3 separate regions of the Sus scrofa genome follow, and regions 1 and 2 are each linked to region 3. A link is a contact called in public HiChIP or PLAC-seq data. All regions are on one chromosome and are shown on one strand. Each heading gives the region's core, a stretch centred on a gene start, on an enhancer-like site or on the middle of the called end of the contact. The rest is flanking DNA. Distances are from core to core; before and after follow the strand shown.

What was found. HiChIP or PLAC-seq counts read pairs in DNA pulled down with a chosen protein or histone mark.
Region 1: a contact with region 3 is called in an H3K27ac HiChIP or PLAC-seq map of skeletal muscle. The contact joins the promoter of PIGV here to the promoter of ARID1A in region 3. A contact is called at or near these places in 5 of 5 promoter capture datasets (fetal liver, fetal skeletal muscle, liver and 1 more), 30 of 47 Hi-C or Micro-C datasets (adipocytes, adipose tissue, alveolar macrophages and 15 more) and 2 of 2 datasets of contacts at active chromatin or transcription factors (alveolar macrophages and skeletal muscle).
Region 2: an H3K27ac HiChIP or PLAC-seq map of skeletal muscle shows a contact between it and region 3. The contact joins the enhancer-like site here to the promoter of ARID1A in region 3. A contact is called at or near these places in 4 of 5 promoter capture datasets (fetal liver, fetal skeletal muscle, liver and 1 more), 32 of 47 Hi-C or Micro-C datasets (alveolar macrophages, blood, brain and 15 more) and 2 of 2 datasets of contacts at active chromatin or transcription factors (alveolar macrophages and skeletal muscle).

The regions. Positions count from the first base shown.
Region 1 is chr6:84,127,446-84,131,739 of Sscrofa11.1, forward strand. PIGV (GPI mannosyltransferase 2) reads left to right here and starts at 2,466. Exons shown (of 4, transcript XM_003356221.4): 1 at 2,466-2,568.
Region 2 is chr6:83,980,031-83,984,677 of Sscrofa11.1, forward strand. No RefSeq gene overlaps it. Among named protein-coding and RNA genes, the nearest start is that of ARID1A, 67 kb to the right of the region's middle. Within about 2 kb of position 3,126, at least 82 of the 83 cell types and tissues checked have an H3K27ac peak or open chromatin away from gene starts, as enhancers often do. A contact at or near this core is called in alveolar macrophages, brain, differentiating spermatogonia and 11 more, where this site is marked.
Region 3 is chr6:84,046,162-84,050,989 of Sscrofa11.1, forward strand. It overlaps ARID1A (AT-rich interactive domain-containing protein 1A), which reads left to right and starts at 3,568. Exons shown (of 20, transcript XM_021095630.1): 1 at 3,568-4,774. The coding sequence starts at 3,635.

The DNA.
Region 1 (4,294 bases), core at 1,216-3,715, 80 kb after region 3:
TAAGGCACAGCTGCCTGTCATCAAAGGCATTAGTCCTGCCTGCTAACAGTTGACAGAGTCAGAGGCCAGTATGGTCATTTTTGTCCCATAATGATGTGGCCTCAAAGCCAAGATCAGGATTAGCTGTGCCATCTTTCCCATCAGATTAGAGCCATGGAAAGTTTAGTGTCTGGAAATTGAGTTACTGAGAGATGGCCAAGGCCACATCCAGATGTGGTGACAGAGCAAGGCAAGGCAGCTACGGAGAAATGCACTGTCTAGTTGCTCCAGGGAAGTAAAGTGTTCCATGAGAACTACAAAACTTCCTTCACATCTTCAGTGGGAAAATCATTTGCTCCACTTTTTGTTTAGAGAGTTATAATAGCCCATCTTTATCAGCTCTTTGTTCAGGTCTTTTCAGCTAAGACCTGAATGTAGTGGGCTGGCCAAGGGGTGGTTGGCAGTGAAGCATTTCAAGCATGGTAAACAGCAAGATCAGAGCCAGGCAAGTTCAAGAAACAGAAATGTAACTCTTACATTCTAGGACCCTACTAATAGTAATGCACCGCTTGCATTGTTCAGTTGGGAATTTGAATTATGAGAGTTTTTCTTGGTGGTGTAGGATATTTGCTGCTGCTTTTTTTTTTTTTTTTTTCCTTTGGTATTTCCTTCTTAATATAAGTGGCTGGGTGGTGGAGAATAATTTGGGAGCCCTGGGATACATCTCTGCCTCCCTGGCTCTCCCACAGTGCTGGCCGCTCAGCTGGTTCCCCGTGTAGATACAGGCTCCATTTTAGCTGCAGACTCTAAACGCAGACTGGAGTGAGCTGCCTCCTCCACTACTTACTCACAGCCTTGGAGGCCCAGAACCCCCCTCCCATCCCACCTAGTCTTCTTCCATTCTGATAAGCCAGAGCTTTCAGAGCAGAGATTCAGCTTCCTTGTTTTCCAGTCGGAGCAGGAGCCAGAAAATGAAACAGGAAACAGAGCGGAAGAGGAGGGGGTGGGTAGTTGAGAAGGAAAGGAAGGAGAAATTGCAAGAAAGTAGAGCTGAAGATCTGAAGGATGACAGCTGAGCTTTAGAAAACATTCTGACTTGTCAGAAGAGGCCCCTGTCCTTTTTACAAATAGATTTTTGAGGAAACTTGATGTGGACAGAGGGAACCTTAAGAATGCATGTCTTTCTCACAAAGGAAGGATAGTTCATTTCTCAATTTTGTTTCTGCAAACAGAGTGCTGCTTGGAGCCTCATAGACTTCTAGAGATTCAAGCCACAACCTTAGGCCCCAGTCAGCAGTGTGCCCCACAGCTTTGCTGATTCACTCACATGCCTCTGGAGCTTTTGAGAACAAGGTATGTCACCATAAAACCTGGGAGAAGAGTCTTTTAAACTCCATTTTACCCCTTCTCCTCCAACACACCAGGATGAAAATGTGATTTATCCACCTTAAACGCAACAAAACCTGAGGAAGTTTAGGTCTCAGGACCTAAAATGAGCAATAAAGAATCAAAAGATCCAGTCTCTGGCCCCCCAGAACTGCTGTGGGCTAGTTGTCATTGCTTGGAGAGATAGCAAACAGTTCTTTTGTTCCCACCCTATTAGCTGCTGCGGAAGATAAACCCCTCCCTCAGCCAGGGCTGTGGCCAGAAGCTAACACAGACCCTAGCTTCGTTTGGAGGGCAGATAACTGAAACCACAGAGGGCTTTGGAATCCTGAGAAATGAGAAATCCACCAACGGAGAAGGATTTATTATCTATTTCCTTTAAGGAGGGTGCAAAGTTGTTCTAACAGTTTCCGTTACAGGGGCACCAACTGGCCGCTCCTCCCTAACAGACAGTTTTGTTGAGTTAGCTGCTTCTTCTTTTTTTTTTTTCTTTTTTGGCCCCGCTTCCTACGAGAGAAACTGCTTGAAGGAGTCCCGGGGCGGTGTGGGGGGGTCCTCTAAAGTTTCCTTCACCATCCTCATTAGTCACCTGAGCTGGGGCTGAGGACCGAAGCAGGACAGGTCTTTAGTAGCTGGAGGAGGGGAAAGCCAGGGGGAACCCCCACTTTCTTCACAACCAGGACGCACGGTGCCGCTGCTGGCCACAGAAACCCCAAAAGGCTTCTTTTTCTATTCAAAGAAGAACAGCTATTGCTCCAGGCCCTGTGCTGACCTGTTGTTGCCGAACAGCAGGGAAAGTGCGGCTCGGGCTTCTGCGAAGAGGCCGCAGGGCAGCCCCCAACTCCGAGAGCCTCGGCCCACAGGGCAACTCAGTTGGTGTTTGCGGGGCGGAACTGGGCCAAGAGCATCGACTCTAAGCCAGCAGCCCCGACGGGCTAAATGAAGGCGGGGGAAGGGGCTTGAGGAGTTGGAATTCCTCAGGTGTCACCAAGGCAGGAAGGTGCCAATGCGGGGGTGGGGTGGGGGTGGGGTTGGCGCGGAACCGCGAGATCCTTCGTCCCCGCCCCACTCGCCCGGAGTCAACATGGCCGCCGCGGAGGGGGGCGGGGCAGCTCAGAATCCCGGCAGGAGCGGGGCGGGGCCGCCATCGGCGGAGCCAGTGCGCAGGCGCGACCGCTCGGGGCCCCGGATGGACGAGCTAAGGTTCGGGCCCCGCCTGGGAGGTTGAGAGCAGCGGGTGCCGGGGACCCGGCGCCAGCTTGGGAGCCTAGGAGTTCCAGGGGGAGGGAAGTTGTCAAACGGAGGCCGAGGGAAATGAGGCGGAGGCCGCGAGAAGCGAGGAGCCCCGCCCCTCCGCCATAGCGGCCTCCCAGTGCCGCCTCTTCCTTTACAGCCTGCAGCCCGCCCCTGCCTTCCGGCCCTAGGCCGGACCGGGCCCCACCGGTTCCCTCGGGAGTTAACCGCTGAGCCGTGTCCCCTTTGTGGAGAGGAGATGCCCAGTCCCTGGTTGGGACTACGTCCGAAAAGGAGAACGCGAGAACGGGCTTCGGACCCGGCTGGGCTTGGGAAAGATGGCCTCTGCCTCGCGGCAGCTAGCAAAACCTCTGGTCCTGAGGACCTTGGGTCAGAGCGACCTCCCTACCCCACAGAGGATGTTAATCTTATCCAGAGAAACTAGGGCTCCAATTCCACAGGTTTTCCTATCGGCCCAGATTGGGCCCTCCCTGCCTTGAGTACAAACAGCAAGAGCTTGCGCTGTCAGACAAGTACTGGGCTTGGAGACCCGGCTTGTAATCCAGTTTCTGGAAGACTGCAACCCTTTTGGCAGGAGTGAGGGCTGGTAGACTATGAGGTTTCAGAAGGGAAAAAAAGGAAAAGAAAAGACATTCTCTTTAAATATTGCTTTGGCTGTGCCACCTGACCCCAGCGAGCCTCAGTTTCCACATCCATAAAATGGCGATTGTAATTACACAGGCCTCATGGGGTGTAATGAGATCTCTGGTGGAAAAACTCTGGAGATTTTATTACCCTGGGCATATTTATCTCACAGGAAAACAGGGTAAAACTGGTTGCTCTCTAAGTGCCCTGCCAGTTCAGAATCTGTGATTTCGTTAGAGGGGTTGTTGGGAAGTGAGGCCCTCAATGAGCAGAGAGGGAGCTCACTGGTTTTATTTTCACTCGGTTTACCTGTAAGTTAAGGGTAGGCTGCACGTCTTCTGTTGTCGCTGGGTCTAGAGCTTGACTCTAGAGAGAGGAAAGGAAGAATGGAAGCCTGGTGAAGAGGCAGAGGTGGGTTACGTGCTCTTCTGTTCCCAACTCCTCTGCATGTGGGTGGGAAGTGAAAGAAGGGAAAAAGTGAATAAACGCTAGGATAGGCAACCAGCGGACGTGTGAGGCTGGCTGTGCCTGTTCCCGCGAATCCTTTCGATTCAGCGAGTCAGATATTGGAACTGTTGGGTAGATTCACAAACTACCGCTGCTCTCTGGGGATTTCAGAAGCTTGCTTTTGAACTGAATTTTGATGAGCAAACCCGTTTGGCGTTGGGAGCCCCTCCCTTCCTCCTGGCCTCCTGGTGATGGAGTAAGCAACAGGCGCCCCCTTGTGCTGAGGAAAGAGAACTGTTGCTCATGGCAGGTTTTTCTGGAGATATTGTATTATTTTCCTGTGGCTTTTGTGACTTCTGTCGTTTTGCTCTCAACGTGAGATATGGTGGGAGGAATACTCGGAGCAGTGATTTTTGTATCCGGAGCCAATGAACTGGTGAAGCTGTATCTAGTTCTTGCCAGCTCCACTCAGTCAGAACACAGGCTCAGAATGCCTGTTTGTAATGCTAGGCCCTGAGGGTATAGTTAGGAGCAAAATGGACAAAAGCCCCTGCCCTCATAAAACAACGTAAATAAGCAACAGCAATAAAGATGACCAGGCAGA
Region 2 (4,647 bases), core at 1,876-4,375, 67 kb before region 3:
GTAAGCAAAAGATAGTGAAATTTGGAGTTCCCATTGTGGCACAGCAGAAACAAATCTGCATAGGAACCATGAGGCTGCAGGTTTGATCCCTGGCCTCGATCGGTGGGTTATGGATCCGACGTTGCCACGAGGTATGCTGTAGGTCGCAGACACAGCTTGGATCCTGTGTTGCTGTGGCTGTGGCGCAGGCCGGCAGCTGTAGCTCCAACTCAGTCCCTAGCCTGGGAACCTCCACCATATGCCTTGGGTGCAGCCCTAAAAAGTGAAAAAAAAAAAAAAAAAAAAAGATGGTGAATTAATGGTGACTCTTCAATCAATGGACAGTTAAACAGATAACCAGCTTGGATGATGAGAAGCACAATAGAAACAGCCTGAGTTTAAATCCTAGCTCTCTAAGTTCCATCCTGGGTGATCTTGTGCCAATTAACCTCTATGACTCAATTTCCTTATCTGTAAAATAGCAGCAACAATTGTACCCACTTCTTACGCCTGTTGTGAGGAGTTCATTCATAAAAGAGCTTAGGACAGTGCCTCTCTCACACATAGTAAAAGACAGATATTATTCTTGCACAGTTGGAAAAAAATGTAAAGGTAGAACAGAAAAGAGATTATTTCTCCCAGGCATTTAGGTTTTTGGCCTGCATCTTTACAAGCCTTAATTCACTGAGCCTTAGTATTGAGGTTTTTGGCTTTATAAGGAAGCAGACACTCAGAAGGAAGCTCAAGAGTCATTTGTGAATGAATGCCCCTCAATCTGGGGCTGGTGAGAAGCGGGATAGAATTGTTATTTAAGAGGAAGAGTAAAGGGTAGAAGAGTTAGAATCTATGGGGCATGAGATCCAGCATGCTCTCTTCCTTTTTTCCCCGGTTGAAACAAACCCACTTTCAGACAAAAATGAGTAAATGTGGCTCTTCATAAGGGTTGTAGAGCTATAGATCTCACCAAAAGAATTAATTAGAGTACAATGGCCAATCTTTTGTGTTTTTTAAATCTCTGGATTAAAAAAAAATGAAAACATGACTTCCTTTCCACCCCTCCCCCCCTAAAACCCCCACTTGTTTAGTCTTGGTCATATAGCAGTTTAGTATAGAATTCTATCCAAAGTCAAAGGTTCCATACAGAAACTTATGTCTGGTTATGTTGTATGGTCTACAGTGTAGCATCTACTAATAGGGGAAATTAGTTTAGGTTGTGTCAAATCGTGTTAAAATACAACATTAAATAAATGCAAAGTGCCCAGAACAAAGAAGGTGATTAAGCTGGTTTAACTACATTCAACCCACTATGCTAAATCCCTGTAGGGCACTTGAGTTAAACAACAAATTTGGTTTCTTGGCCTAAATCCTTTTCTTCAAAGAAATTTTTCTTGTAATTCTGATAAATTTGTTTTCATCTTCATTTCTTAGTCTCTAGGGAAGCTGGGGTGAAAATAACCTGATTGGGTTGCATTTTGGGGAGAGATGGACTGTGAAGAATGGAATTGAAGGAGATCAGTTATACAGCTTAAGAGGCGTTGAAGGAACTGAGGCATGGGAAGTGTGTGATTGTTCAGCCCCAGAAAAAGGCCAGCTAGTGACACCCGGGATGAGGATTTTATCCGGCAGGGAATCAAGTAAGGCTGCGAGGGAGATAATAAGGTGTAATTATAGCAGTGCTGTTAGTGCCTGTTTATGGGGTCTGGCAGCAATTTGGTTGAACACCCCTCATTTTGAGAAATTTGTAATTTGGCAGTAAGAATTCTTGCCTTAAAATTTGGCACAAACCCTCACAGTTTAATATTGCAAAATCTGGGAAATGTTGAAATGTGGCTGCTATTCTAATTGAACTTTTTCAGGCTTTTTCGAATTGGTTTTTTTCCTGTTGGATTCAGAAACAAACGTCTTTTAAAAAGTTCACGAAGGTTTTTTTAAACCACAAACTCAAGTACGCTTACAAGCAGATGTACTGCTGTAAAAAACTCACGACTTACATCTTTGTGTACATACAGAGAGAGAAAAAAAAAAGCTTTCACTTGAAAAACCCGAGTTCCTCCTCTTGGTAGCCCTTTAAAAATTCCCCACAATCAGTATTTTGTTTAATTTCCTTTGAGTCAGAGCGGTACAACGTGGTGTAGCTCTTGGTTTTATCAACCGATTGCTTCCCTCAAGATTATTCACCGTTGTTTTAAAGTAGAAGGGAGGTCACCGAGCTGTAGGGAAATGTGGCCAACTCTGCCTGGGACCAAATTGGCCCAACGGGCTTCTCTAACGAAGTTTTCTGACAGGAAACCAGTCAGTTCTTATAAGCCTCGGCTCTGGTTCCCACGGCCAGGGCGGCTGCGGCGCCCCCCACGCCCCTCTCGGGGCCGGGCAGGACCGTGGGGTGCGGGGCGCTATGGGCAGCAGGGGGCAGCAGCGGGAACCCGTTGTTCTCCAGGCGGGGGGTGGGGGTGGGGGTGGGGGTGGGGCGGGAAGCCACCCCCCTCCTCGTTTCCGTACCCTCCCCTCCCCCTCTCGCGCCTTCCCTCCCCTCCCCGCCGGGAGGAGGGCGGGGGCGCGGAGCCTCCCCCGGGACAGGGGGCGTGTGCGCCCCCTCCGTTCCCCTCCCCCGGCCGGGCTCTCCTGGCTCCCCGAGGCGGGAGTTTCCAGGAAGAGCTCAGAGCGTGGCCGCACTACCGGGCGCACGGAGACGTCAAGTAGTCCCTCAGAGCGACGTGATTTGAGAATTCTAGCTGCCAGGGACTGTCGGAGTTGGAACTCCGAAAAGAGAGCGAATGTCTGCTTAGTCTGAGGAGCTCAGGGAAAGAGGTCCGAGCTCCCACTTTCCATTCTTGGAGAAAGATGTGGGAGGGGGAGGCGGAACGAGTTCCGGCGGAGGGCTCGGACGCGCCGGGTGGAGTGAAACGCCGCGCGGTCGAAGCGCTCACAGAGTTAAAGTGGGCGGGAAAACCCGGAGCGGACTCTCCCTGACACGCCCAGGACCTCCCGCCCCATTCTTCGTGGGGGAGGGGAACGAAAAGAGCAAAGGAGGGAAACGAGTTCCCTCTCCCTGCCTCCTAAATCCCCACTGAAGAAACAAGTGGTAACCCGCCTCCTCGAGAGACGCGCAGCAAGACTGCCAGGTCCCGGCGGGGAGGGGCCCCGTGGCTCCACCTCCTGTAACGTCCGCACCGTCGGCGCTAGGCGCGCGCTCAGAAGCCCAGGCCCGCGACCTGGAGGAGTTGGGCGCGCGCATGCGTGCGGTGGGCGCGCGCTTCCCGCCCCTTTCCTGAGCGCATTCGCTTCCCCCCTCCCCCCACGTTCCTCAGCCGCCACCTCAGAGTCTCCCCCGCACCCAGCCCTCTCTCCGGGGGAGGTGGCTTGTCTTGCCCATCCACTGACTAACCCCTTCACCCCAGCTTTGCCCCGCCTCCCCTGAGCTCTGGTACTAACTCCGCAGCTAGGGCTCGGCTTTCACATTCCCGCCTCCGCCTTCTGTCTCCCCTCCCTACCCTGAAGCACTTCCTGCAAACTGCCCTGTTCTCGCTCCTCTCGGCGCCGCCTCCTCCCTGTCCTAACTGGATGGCTGCTTTCACATTGGGGCTGCGGGTAGTAATTCCTGTACTCTTCCTCTCTACGGTAGCGATCGCCTGCTCCATTTTACAGAGGGGAAAGTTGAGGTCTAGAGCGCGGACAGGCTGGACTCTAAAGGCCCATCGAGTTGTTCCCAAAATCAGGCACCGTAACCGACACTGCAAGGAGTAACTCTCGACATCCTACAATTTAAACCACGTAGGAAAGCCAGTTCCCTCGTCTTTCTTTTGGGACCTTCAATCCTTCCGGAGACCACCCCAGCCCAGTTGGCAAACGCCATAGAAACAGTTTATCCCAAATCAACTGTGTAGCAATTACTAAATTAGAAGAAGGGCCAAGTCCAGATCTTAGCAGGCACAAGGAGCTTTTAGAGGTGATGCATTTATTTGTTCAATGCAAAGTTTTTTTAACACAACGTGTAATGTTTTCTCTTAGATTAGGTAATTCTCTTATTCCTCCTCCCATCTGAGAGCTGTCATTCTTTTGGTTTTGAAAACATTTTGACAATTTGTCCCCTCAAGTAAAAATGACAAAAAATTTACCATTTTATTTTAAATGATAACTTTTTTGTTAAAGCGGTTGGTTACTTATTCCTGAATTCCACACCTCAGTCCCCAAAATCATCTCTGCCCTGAGCTTCAGCTCTGGATTAAAGTTATCTCCAGTTGGTGAGAGGCTTGTAAAATATAGCAGAATATATATATATATTTTATTTTTTTAGGGCCACAACCACTGTATATGTAATTTCCCAGGTCAGGGTTCAAATCAGAGCTACAGCCGCTGGCCTACCCCACAGCAATGCAGGATTCGAGCTACCACCACAGCTCATGGCAATGCCAGATCCCTAACCCACTGAGTGAGGCAGGGATGGAACCCACATTCTAATGGATTCTAGTCCAGTTCATTAACTGCTGAGCCATGAAGGGAACTCTTTTTTTTTTTTTCTTCAATATCATAGAGAATCTTGGGGCACTGTCCTTGTAAACTTTTTGTGTATCACAAACTTTAAAACTGTAAGTGGGAATTAAAGGAAACAGGGGACTTGTGTAATTTTATGTATATCTGACGGTTCATTATTTTCAGATTCAATTTTTT
Region 3 (4,828 bases), core at 2,318-4,817:
GTGTGGGGGCAGAACCCTGCGCTCCACCAATTTCCCGCGCCTTGATTCAGAACCGAGGCAAACCCTCACTCGGATCCCCGGGCTTAGGCGTTTTCCTTCAAAAAGAGTGAGGAAAGGAAGGAGCCGAGCTCAATCTTTTGTTGGCTGAATTTTGTATTTCGGACACTTAGGGGAAGCAAATTGCAAGAGAGGAAGGGCTGTCCTCCCTGCAAACGTTTCCCTCTCTAAGCTAACCCTGCAGGCCTCAGTTCCACATTTTGCAGTTGACTGTTTGGATTTTAATAGGTTGTTCCCTTACCCTCAGGCCCAATCCACGCACACTGTGCAGCTGGATGAAATAAGTGCACAGCCTCTGCCATTTTCAGTCGGTCTGTCCTGGCAGCCCTGCCCCCTCCGCTGCGGCAGCCGCGGGAGTTAAAGCTGCGCACAGAGAACTTAGCCCGATCCTCCGGGCTGGAGATCCAGTCCGCGTTTGCCAACTGCCGTGTGGTTGGGGACGGCGATAAGAACTCTCTAGTGAGGGAGCGAGCAAGACTTTAGTCCGGTTTCCATGTCAACGATTCAGTCCATATTTGCCATCAGGCTGTTGGTGGCAGAGGCGCTTTCGTGCGGGTTGTGCTGTCCTAGTCCTAGTTCTTCAATCTGCGCCGGGATTCCTGAGCTGCCTGGGTGTGGGGTTAAAAGGCAGGGGCCGTGGGGGATAAAACTCCACCGAGGGGAGGACCCACAGCCCCAAACCCGAGACTCGCTTCTCGGGCCAGCCACGTGCCCAGCTCCTCCCCTCCCCCCTTCCCGCTGCCATGGCCCTTAGGGAAAGCTGATGGGCCAGTTTCTAAGAAAGTTCCCGTCAACTTGGCAGTCCCTGGAATAGTGGTGTGGGGCTCTAAAGGTAGAGGTGGAAGAGGACTATAAAGGATTTGCAATTTTTTTTTAAGTGGGAAAGGAGAAACGTTACATTATCGCCTCCAACCCAGGTGCATAGATTTTTGTGCACTTCACTGCTAGATAAAAATGGTGGCTGTTTTCAAAACAGCGTGCCCACGTGTCAGAAAGAGATTTTGGCACTTTCCAAATTTCACAGCCATTGAAGAAAGGGGATGGGGGCTTCCTCTGGAGGCAGATTTATTCTGGCTTACAGATTTTCACTGGGCTCCAGGTTTCTCATTATACTCCAGCTCTGAAAATGGCAGGGTAATTGCATGTAAAAAATTCCTCATTTGTGTGCAGGACTCAAGACTGTTTGCCAGCTCAGAGGCAGTTTATTAAATAGCCAAGCTCTATTTATGAGGCAGCCTATAATTTGGTTTCTAGGACCTAATGCACCAGGAGAGTTGTTGCCCCTGAGGACTATGAGTGAAAGGAGGGCACTGGTCCATTCCAGTCAGTCAAAGCCTGGCAGGCCTGTTTGGCTCTTGGCTTGGGGGGTGGGGAAAACACCACTCTTAGAGTAATAAGAAGGTGTTGCCTTTTTAGTGTAAGATGCTCTTATGTTGAGTTTAGGTTTTGGAAATTATTCAGTGATCTGTGGCATGGCCAGTACTCTCGGGCCTGCAGAATCTGGAAGTTCTAAGATAATGGTTCTATGTCCATGAAGTCTCTATTTACAAAATCTGAGGGGGAAAAAGGCCCTGGCGTCTAGTAACTAGCTGGTCTGGCTTCTTCCAAGGCAGGTTTGGGTTTGGTGAGGAGCTGGAATCCCCTCTGGCTTTTGTAGCCTGTCATGTCAGAGCATTCCAAGTCAGCCACAGGAGGAAAAGGCTGTTGCTGTTATTTTGTGGGGCCTGTGGATCTGGAGTTTTCTATGTACACCTCCGGTTCATCAGCATCTCTTAGAATGTAAACTCTGAAGACTCTTTACAGCGGAAGATAGAAAACAAGTTGGAGTTGCATCTGTTTTCTGAGTGACCTGTTAGACTGCCCATTTTCTGGAAGGAGAAAATGGTTTCCCTCCATTTGGCCATCCCTCTTCTGCAGTGGTTCCTTTTAACATTCAGGTTCTTCTAGTCCCTGGAGCTTCTGTGGTCTGTTTACAGTCTTACAAGTACTTGTCTTTGGAGACTAGGGCTCAAGTCCCCCTTTGTGGAGCTTGTGTTCTGCTAAAATGCTGTCATGTATCCCCAAAGTAGCTTCAGTGGTGACCATTTTAAGTCAGTGTTAAGATGCTCAGCTTTGATCTCAAACCCATTCTGATATTCTGATCTCATTGTTGGATATGGCACAGCTTAACTGCTTTTTTCCTTTTTAATGTTAAGTAAACAGGCAGCTTTGGGGACTCTGCTACGTTTTAAAGCCACCCTCCTCTGCCCTTTCACAGGGCAGTCTCAAGAAGTCTTAAGATTCTGTAAAATGGGGATAATGGACCTCATGCCCCCAGGGCCTTGTGAGGACCAGCTAATGAGGGCAGAGGAGTGGGAAAACTGAACGTCTGAAACAGTGATCTGTCATTTCATGCAGGTTGCAAAGGGGATAAAAATGTAAGGCTCAGCTGGGTCTTTGGAGCGGGTTTGCAAAAGGCTTTGAAGAAGCAAAGTGCTGTAGAGGTGCTAAGTAGCAGCCAAGAGACCAGGCTGGCTGCCAGGGGGTCAGGCCCGGGCCGAGGCGGCCGCGGTCTCGGGCTCAGGCCAATTTTGCAGCCGCGAGTAAAGTTCACACTGCCCGCTCACCTCCGCGCGGCCTGGAAGGGACCGACCCGGAGAAGGAGGAACGCCGGGAGGGAGGCGACACAGGCTCCGGAGAGGCGTGAGCTCCGGGCCGGGTTTTCCCCGAAGCTTCGGCGGCGGCGCTGCCGAGCGAAAGCGGCAGAGGGCCTGCCGTCGCCGCGGCTGGTTCTCTCCCCTCCTCCTTTGTAAGGGGAAGGGAGCGAGTCCGTTCCACGGCCTGCGCCCGCTCCGCGCTCCGTTCCGGGTTTGCCAGGAGGCCGCGACGGCGCTGGGTAAAATGGCAGTGCTGAGCCTCGTGTCGGAGTGAGGGGGACTCGGAGGAGAGTGGGGCGCTCTAGCCGCTCACTCCGGCCGCCCGCCCGCTCGCTCGCCCGCTGCCGCGCAGCAGCCTCAGCCCGCGCCGAGGCCGGGGAGGGGAGGCAGGACGCCCGGCCCGGCCCACGCTCCGACTCTGCCTCCCGGCGCCGGGGCTGCTGCCGCGCGCCCTCAAGCCCGCCCGTCCCGGGTCCCCCTCCCCCCGCTCCCTCCCTCCCCGCCCCCCTCCCCCTCGCCTCCCTCCCTCCCCTCCCTCCCTCCTCCTTTCTCCGGCAGCAGAAAGCGGAGAGTCACAGCGGGGCCAGGCCCTGGGGAGCGGAGCCTCCACCGCCCCCCTCATTCCCAGGCAAGGGCTTGGGGGGAATGAGCCGGGAGAGCCGGGTCCCGAGCCTACAGAGCCGGGAGCAGCTGAGCCGCCGGCGCCTCGGCCGCCGCCGCCGCCGCCTCCTCCTCCTCCGCCGCCGCCAGCCCGGAGCCTGAGCCGGCGGGGCGGGGGGGAGAGGAGCGAGCGAGCGAGCGCAGCGCAGCAGCGGAGCCCCGCGAGGCCCGCCCGGGCGGGTGGGGAGGGCAGCCCGGGGGACTCGGCCCCGGGGCGGGGTGGGAGGGGGGAGAAGACGAAGACAGGGCCGGGTCTCTCCGCGGACGAGACAGCGGGGATCATGGCCGCGCAGGTCGCCCCCGCCGCCGCCAGCAACCTGGGCAACCCGCCGCCGCCGCCCTCGGAGCTGAAGAAAGCGGAGCAGCAGCAGCGGGAGGAGGCGGGGGGCGAGGCGGCGGCGGCAGCGGCCGAGCGCGGGGAAATGAAGGCAGCCGCCGGGCAGGAAAGCGAGGGCCCCGCCGTGGGGCCGCCGCAGCCACTGGGAAAGGAGCTGCAGGACGGGGCCGAGAGCAATGGGGGTGGCGGCGGCGGCGGCGGCGGAGCCGGCGGTGGCGGCGGCGGGCCCGGTGCGGAGCCGGACCTGAAGAACTCGAACGGGAACGCGGGCCCTAGGCCCGCCCTGAACAATAACCTCACGGAGCCGCCCGGCGGCGGCGGTGGCGGCAGCAGCGATGGGGTGGGGGCGCCTCCTCACTCAGCGGCGGCCGCCTTGCCGCCCCCAGCCTACGGCTTCGGGCAACCCTACGGCCGGAGCCCGTCTGCCGTCGCCGCCGCGGCGGCCGCCGTCTTCCACCAACAACATGGCGGACAACAAAGCCCTGGCCTGGCAGCGCTGCAGAGCGGCGGCGGCGGGGGCCTGGAGCCCTACGCGGGGCCCCAGCAGAACTCGCACGACCACGGCTTCCCCAACCACCAGTACAACTCCTACTACCCCAACCGCAGCGCCTACCCCCCGCCCCCCCAGGCCTACGCGCTGAGCTCCCCGAGAGGTGGCACTCCGGGCTCCGGCGCGGCGGCGGCCGCCGGCTCCAAGCCGCCTCCCTCCTCCAGCGCCTCCGCCTCCTCGTCGTCTTCGTCCTTCGCTCAGCAGCGCTTCGGGGCCATGGGGGGAGGCGGCCCCTCAGCGGCCGGAGGGGGAACCCCCCAACCCACCGCCACCCCCACCCTCAACCAACTGCTCACGTCGCCCAGCTCGGCCCGGGGCTACCAGGGCTACCCTGGGGGCGACTACGGCGGCGGGCCCCAGGACGGAGGCGCGGGCAAGGGCCCGGCGGACATGGCCTCGCAGTGCTGGGGGGCTGCTGCTGCTGCCGCGGCTGTGGCGGCCGCCTCGGGAGGGGCCCAACAAAGGAGCCACCACGCGCCCATGAGCCCTGGGAGCAGCGGCGGCGGGGGGCAGCCGCTCGCCCGGACCCCGCAGGTACATGGCTGAGAGGGGAGGGGGCTGGGGCGAACGGGGTCCTGGGAGTGGGTG